Linked DNA regions of Rattus norvegicus: region 1 is linked to region 2. The links are chromatin contacts, called in public Hi-C maps. All regions are on one chromosome and are shown on one strand. Each heading gives the region's core, a stretch centred on a gene start, on an enhancer-like site or on the middle of the called end of the contact. The rest is flanking DNA. Distances are from core to core; before and after follow the strand shown. Region 1 holds the start of Apcs (amyloid P component, serum). Region 2 has its middle 19 kb from the start of Dusp23.

Region 1 (3,339 bases), core at 592-3,091, 250 kb before region 2:
ATAACCCCAGCACCCATGTAAAAGCTGGGCACGACAGGAATAGCATTACACTTCTATGACACTTGTGTTGGGTGTAAGATAGAGAAAGAGTTTTCTGCTCAGCCAATTGAGTCATTATCTATCTGTCTCATGGTTGTGTATCAAGATGGGGCTGTGAGATATTGTTCCAGTGCCAGCATGCAGGCTGTAAGTTCCAAATAATCCTTCCTTCTCTAAGTTGCTTTGGTCGTGTTGTCTTACCAAAGTAAGAGAAAAAAAACTAAGATATTTTTAAGAGTCCAAAAAAGTGAGATCATATGTAGTTGGTCCATTAGAAAAGCCTTAGAAAGCAGATCACTTTTGAGATTTATTTTGAAGAACCTTTAGGGTTTGAATAAAAAGAAAAAGATAATAAAGGATTTCAAGGTGATGAATAGAAGTAACAAAGTCAGGATGTAAGTCAGAAGTAAAGAGTAACAAATAGAGGTGTTTGACTGGAAAATAGGATTTGATTCAGAGAACACAAGCAAGGGAGAGGGATACTGGAGATGGCATAGGCTTCCAAGAAGAAAGTTCAGTATATAATGCATGAAATAATAGGATGTGTAACTCCAGCTAAGTCTACTCCTCACCCACACTTTGCAAGTTATGAAAGGCTTCACAACCCGAGATTCAGCTTAGATTAGAAAAAAATAGATTTAAAAAAATATTCCCAGAGATGAGGATTTGAAGAATAATGAGAGTAGAGTTGAAGAAGATGATTACCCATGCTAGTGTCATTTTCAATGTGTCATTGAAAAGCCTAATTAACCCAAGGTGAACTGAAAGGAAAGAAAGAAAATAATAATAAGCTAGACACAAAAAAATGATAATAAAGATTCTATAGGTTTTAGAGGTAAGAAAGAAAATCAAGCAAGCAGAAAGGAGAAAGCCAAGCAGCTTTGAGTGGTGACTAATAAAGGTTGACTTTTAAATTAGCAGGAGAGAACACAGGTATGAAGTTCATTGGCACTGTAAGAGTGGGCCCCCATCTAATTCTCCACACCTAATGAGTGTGGGAATGAGTGCACACATCTGAGCACAATGCAACAATGCGTTCATCAGCAAAGATGCATCTTAATGCCCAAGGGCTCAAAGGAAAGAGCGGGAAACAGGAAGACGCTGACTTTCGGCAGGTGTGTATGTCACCAAAACCAATTAGTCACAATGAGAAATAAGAAAGTTTAAGATAAGAAAGCATCATGAGTCATAAAATAAAGGGTAGCTGAGTAATCGTTGTAGAAAACTAGTATGCTCAGGGCAAACAGGAAGTTTGTAGTTCAGCTGTCTCTATCCTCTTAGTTATGCCTGGATGTGTTACTCATTATTTGAGGAATCGAAATCAAAGAGACAAATAGATGTTTTAGGGTGCTTGGCAGAAGCTGGAACTCTAGAACGTCCTACACGGAAAAGGCCACTTTGCTTAACTTTAATAGGTATGTAATTGCCCTGTCCCCATATCCCCGTCTAGCAAAGCACAGAGTCATGAGAAAGAGACCCAGCTGCAAAACAGAACAACTCATGTGGCCAACCTGGCCTCTCGTTCCATCGGTAGGATCTTGAAGTTCTGCATCTCTTCTCTTCCCAGCAATGGAATCTGGGTCACAGGGATTAGAGCTCTAGCACTGGCTTGTGTCTAATGAATAACTGTCACTGATTTTCCAGCACAGGAGCTAATCATTTACTTTCCAATAACAGCTCTAAATATTGGCAGGACAAAAGAGGACCTGGGAATACCTCACATGGTGTTGCTTCTCTCCACCCTTCATTGTCATCAAAGGCACATACAAAACTTAAAATCTGAAGAGCATAGGGGGCCACCACACTTTCGTCCCATACCCAAGCAACAGCTGCTGCTGCTGCTGTCATACCCTGGACCAAGCATGGACAAGCTGCTGCTTTGGATGTCTGTCTTCACCAGCCTTCTTTCAGAAGCCTTTGCTCAGACAGGTAAGAAGTTTAGGCTACTGTCGGGGAGCATAAAATGAGAAAAGTTGAACCTGAGATATTGTTTCTCTGAATTTGTTGAAATGCATTCTCTTTCTTGCTTTATCTCACAGACCTCAATCAGAAGGTATTTGTGTTCCCCAGAGAATCTGAAACTGATTATGTGAAGCTGATCCCATGGCTAGAAAAACCGCTGCAGAATTTTACACTGTGTTTCCGAGCCTACAGTGACCTTTCCCGCTCTCAGAGTCTTTTCTCCTACAGTGTCAACAGCAGAGACAATGAGCTACTAATTTATAAAGACAAAGTTGGACAATATAGCCTATACATTGGAAATTCAAAAGTCACAGTCCGTGGTTTAGAAGAATTCCCTTCTCCAATACATTTCTGTACCAGCTGGGAGTCCTCCTCTGGTATTGCTGAATTTTGGGTCAATGGAAAGCCTTGGGTAAAAAAGGGTTTGCAGAAGGGATACACTGTGAAATCCTCACCCAGTATTGTCCTGGGACAGGAGCAGGATACGTATGGAGGAGGGTTTGATAAGACACAGTCCTTTGTGGGAGAGATTGCAGATTTGTACATGTGGGACAGTGTGCTGACCCCAGAGAACATTCATTCTGTGGACAGAGGTTTCCCACCCAATCCTAATATTTTGGATTGGCGGGCCCTGAATTATGAAATAAATGGTTATGTAGTCATCAAGCCCCGTATGTGGGACAACAAAAGCTCATGAAAATGAGATGATCAGTGTGTACGAGGTCAAGGTGGCAGAACTCACTCTATCTGGAGTTTTTTCTTCTTTATGAATGTCCTGTCTACATATCTGCCAAATAAAAATCCTATCAAATTCTACCTGCATTGTTTTGTTGCTTGATGTAATTTCAAATGCTTTCTCTTGGCTCTACTTCTTTTGATAATTGGTGTTTCAATATCTTGAAAAATCAAGTTATAAAGCAGGGGGAATTTAAGCAACTGAAATGCCAAAGCATTTCACAAGGAGGAAAGTGGCAACACTAATAAGCTACTGGTGATCAGTTTAATAATAGCTCAAAATATGTGTAAAATTGCAGTAGAAATCCTTCTGCTTACTTTTCAAAGTACAAGTCAATAAATGATGTTGCTCAAGGGACACAATGATAAAGATAAGTGACAGTTAAAAACTGGACAGCAAATGAAATTGAGAGATTAGAATAAAAATGAAAATTAAAAACATATAGAAACTGAGATCAATTTGTATGAAAACAAACATGTATGATGTCTCAAAAGCTCCAGTGGTGATCTAGAACACCTGGCTTTTGCAAGCCACTGAGATGTTATCACAGACAGATTCCATGTCTGAGGAACACGTAATATTGCTAACAGAAATGTCTTTAC
Region 2 (2,912 bases), core at 55-2,554:
GAAATTCCATTTTAAGGGCAGAAAATTGGGCAACAATCCCAGCCTAATCTCCGGGCAGCTTCGTGAATCTGAAAGACAGCAAACTTCTGTATCTTTGCCCCCTCATCTGAAAGTCGAAGGTGTCGAACCTAATTCCAGATATAAAGGTCTCTGGTGGCTGTCTGATTACCTTGCTGCTAGAGAAAGATTGTCCTTCTCTGAGGACAGCCCCTTCCGAGATGACCAGATGTTGCCTCGTGTAGTAGTCCATGCTCTGCCTCTCACCCCCAATCCTGACTCTGATCTCTGGACTCTGCCCCAATGGCAGAAATGGACTGAGATCAGTAAGACCTGATACAAGCGCACCACTGACACCCACTCCCCCTGAGATCTGGGATAATGTGCTTACGTTATCCTAAGCCTCGGTTTTCTCCTCTGGAAAAGTACAAGAGTAATAATCACTTTGTGGGGTTTTTAATAAAGATTAAATGATATGTATATGGAAAATGATTTAAGAGCTGTACGGCGCTGTGCAATGTTAATACAGCAACCATGATTATTGGTGATTAATGTCATTGGAAGCCTATGGATAACAGCCCAAGAAGTTGGATTCTGAGTTGAACACTTGAGAGTCATCAATCTCAGCTCCCGCCCCTTGTGGATTTTGTGAGTTCCGTGGAATCAGGTAGAATGACATTGAACTTTGCTATAATCGGGTATTGATTCTGGTTTTCCTAACACAGAACAGAGGTTTGTTTAAACTTTTACTTAGAGGCAAGTGACAGGAACTGGTTTTAATGGTCCGGAAAAGTTTTCACCCCCATTAGCAATACCCTACCCACATGACCTGAGGTTTCCCTATTTCGAGAGGCAATTGCAGAATTTCTGGAGAGCTACCTTATACTAATGGTAACAAATCCATCAGTTGCTGGAAAGAACCGTGGGCCGGCTGCGGCATACCTCTACCCCAAAGCGTTGTGGGGCTTTTCCTCAGTACAGCAGCTTTCTGTGGTTGTAAGGAAGCTGTAGGAAAAGGCTAAAAGAAGCTGAGCGTGCCTGTGAGTTCCTCAGATGTGTCCTGACATGCCTGGCTACAGTGCTGGTGCAGTGTTACGAACCCCCTTCCAGAATTTTCTCCTGCGTACCAAAGGTGAAAAGCTATTTATTAATGAAAGGTTTTGAACAGTTACTTTAGGATGGACTTCCAGGTGTTAAGTTTCCTGAGCAGTCAGCCCTGTGAAAGCTTTCGTCCCTCTCTCCCTCCCACCCACGTCAGCCTCTTGCTCAATCCCCTCCCCCCTCTGACCTTCCTATCCACACCTGCAGATCACATGCCCCCAGACAGACAAGCCTGGACCCACAAACAGAAGAGTAAGCAACTACTCAAATGGTGTAACTGGAGACACACCGCAATCCCCACTGCCCAAAATATCTTCCCCACCAAATGCCATGGTGCCGAAAATTCCCAGGATTGAATTCACTGCTACTCAGAACTCCTCCCCTCACCTCGCCTTCTTTCCGAGTGTCTGCACGGTGTAAGCTCACTTTATTGTACTCTATGTGAGCCACGTACCACTGACGTATCACCCAAAGCCTACAGGATTCTCCCAGCAGTAAACCATCTCTATTGTCAGGGAAGAAAATCACAAAGCTTAATATGTACCCGCTTTAGGATATGCATTGCCCAATGCTTAAACACTCCTTCTATGACACCACTAATAATCTGAAAGGTCCAGCCCTCAGCTGAACCTTGTCAGCCTTTCCACTTCCATCCCATCCCCAAATGACTAGGCTCAGGGCTGCCCCCTACTGGAGGACCGCAGTGAGCTGAAGGCATGGGCATGAACTTCACCAGGCCTGAGATCTTGCTGCTCCTTACCTCTGTTCACCTGGAAAGTTGCTTTGAAGCTCTCCTCTTATGGAAAAGGCCACTGGTGAGCCTCCCAGCTCCATAGTCAGCCCCACTAGATGACCTCACACCACATACTGGCTTAATAAAGGCACACACACACACACACACACACACACACACACACACACACACGACAGGTCCTCATCCTCCGAAGTGGCTTAACACTTACCCACTGAGGTGAGGCTTCTGTTTTTAAAGAATGCCAAAGGAAGAATAAGATAAGACAGAGGAACCACATAGGTGATTTTTTTTCATCTTATTTTCTTACAAAACTGACTGGTTAATTCAGCTCTGAGCTTGCAAACAGCTACACAGAAAAGGTATTAACACAAAAGGACACTGTGTGTGGTAGCTCACATCTGTAACATCAGCATTAAGGAGGCTAGGGAAGGGCACCAGAGCAGGACTCCCAGACTAACCTAGGAAAGATGGCAAGGCCATCACAAAAATGAAACTTTTAATTCGTTTTCTAAAACAGCGTGAGGTGATCAGCACTTCCTGATATCCAACGTAAGTTGATGTGATGCACTTGACCCTCAAAGCTATCCAAGGAACCTAGGGTGGTAGCTCAGGCCAAGAAAACCAGCACTCAGGAGACTGAAGTAGAATTGTTTCCAGTTCAAGGCCAGTTGGGACTGTATAGAGAGTACTAGGACAGCCAAGACTACACAGCAAGACCTTTTCTCAGAAAATAAAAACCACACACCAAACAGAGATGAACGTTCCTGGGCTTCATAGATCCGTGTCCTGAACAGTTCTTTCACACGGGATCTGGCTGTCACTTCACAATAGCCTCAAAATGGTGGCATATAATAATACCAAGTATGTTAGGTCACCTCACTGGACTCGGCTAAGCAGTTCGCTCTCGGGGTCTGTTGGGAAGCCTCAATTGGACAATGTCTATGCCTAATATAACTTGAAGCTTGACTTGAAAAAGCTCAAACAGCCAGAGGCTACAACAGGGAGACCTCCCACCCCCAATACCGCTGAGTAACCTCTCCAAATAACTGTGTCGCCGTGA

The links. A called contact is a pair of places that touch in the nucleus more often than the background predicts.
Region 1: a Hi-C map of liver shows a contact between it and region 2, with 6 times the contacts expected there. The contact joins the promoter of Apcs here to the enhancer-like site in region 2. A contact is called at or near these places in 3 of 12 Hi-C or Micro-C datasets (hepatocytes, kidney and liver).

Annotation. Positions count from the first base shown.
Region 1 is chr13:87,905,010-87,908,348 of GRCr8, reverse strand. Apcs (amyloid P component, serum) reads left to right here and starts at 1,841. Exons shown (of 2, transcript NM_017170.3): 1 at 1,841-1,968; 2 at 2,079-2,817. The coding sequence starts at 1,902. The coding sequence ends at 2,698.
Region 2 is chr13:87,649,928-87,652,839 of GRCr8, reverse strand. No RefSeq gene overlaps it. Among named protein-coding and RNA genes, the nearest start is that of Dusp23, 19 kb to the right of the region's middle. Within about 2 kb of position 1,304, at least 4 of the 93 cell types and tissues checked have an H3K27ac peak or open chromatin away from gene starts, as enhancers often do. A contact at or near this core is called in hepatocytes and liver, where this site is marked.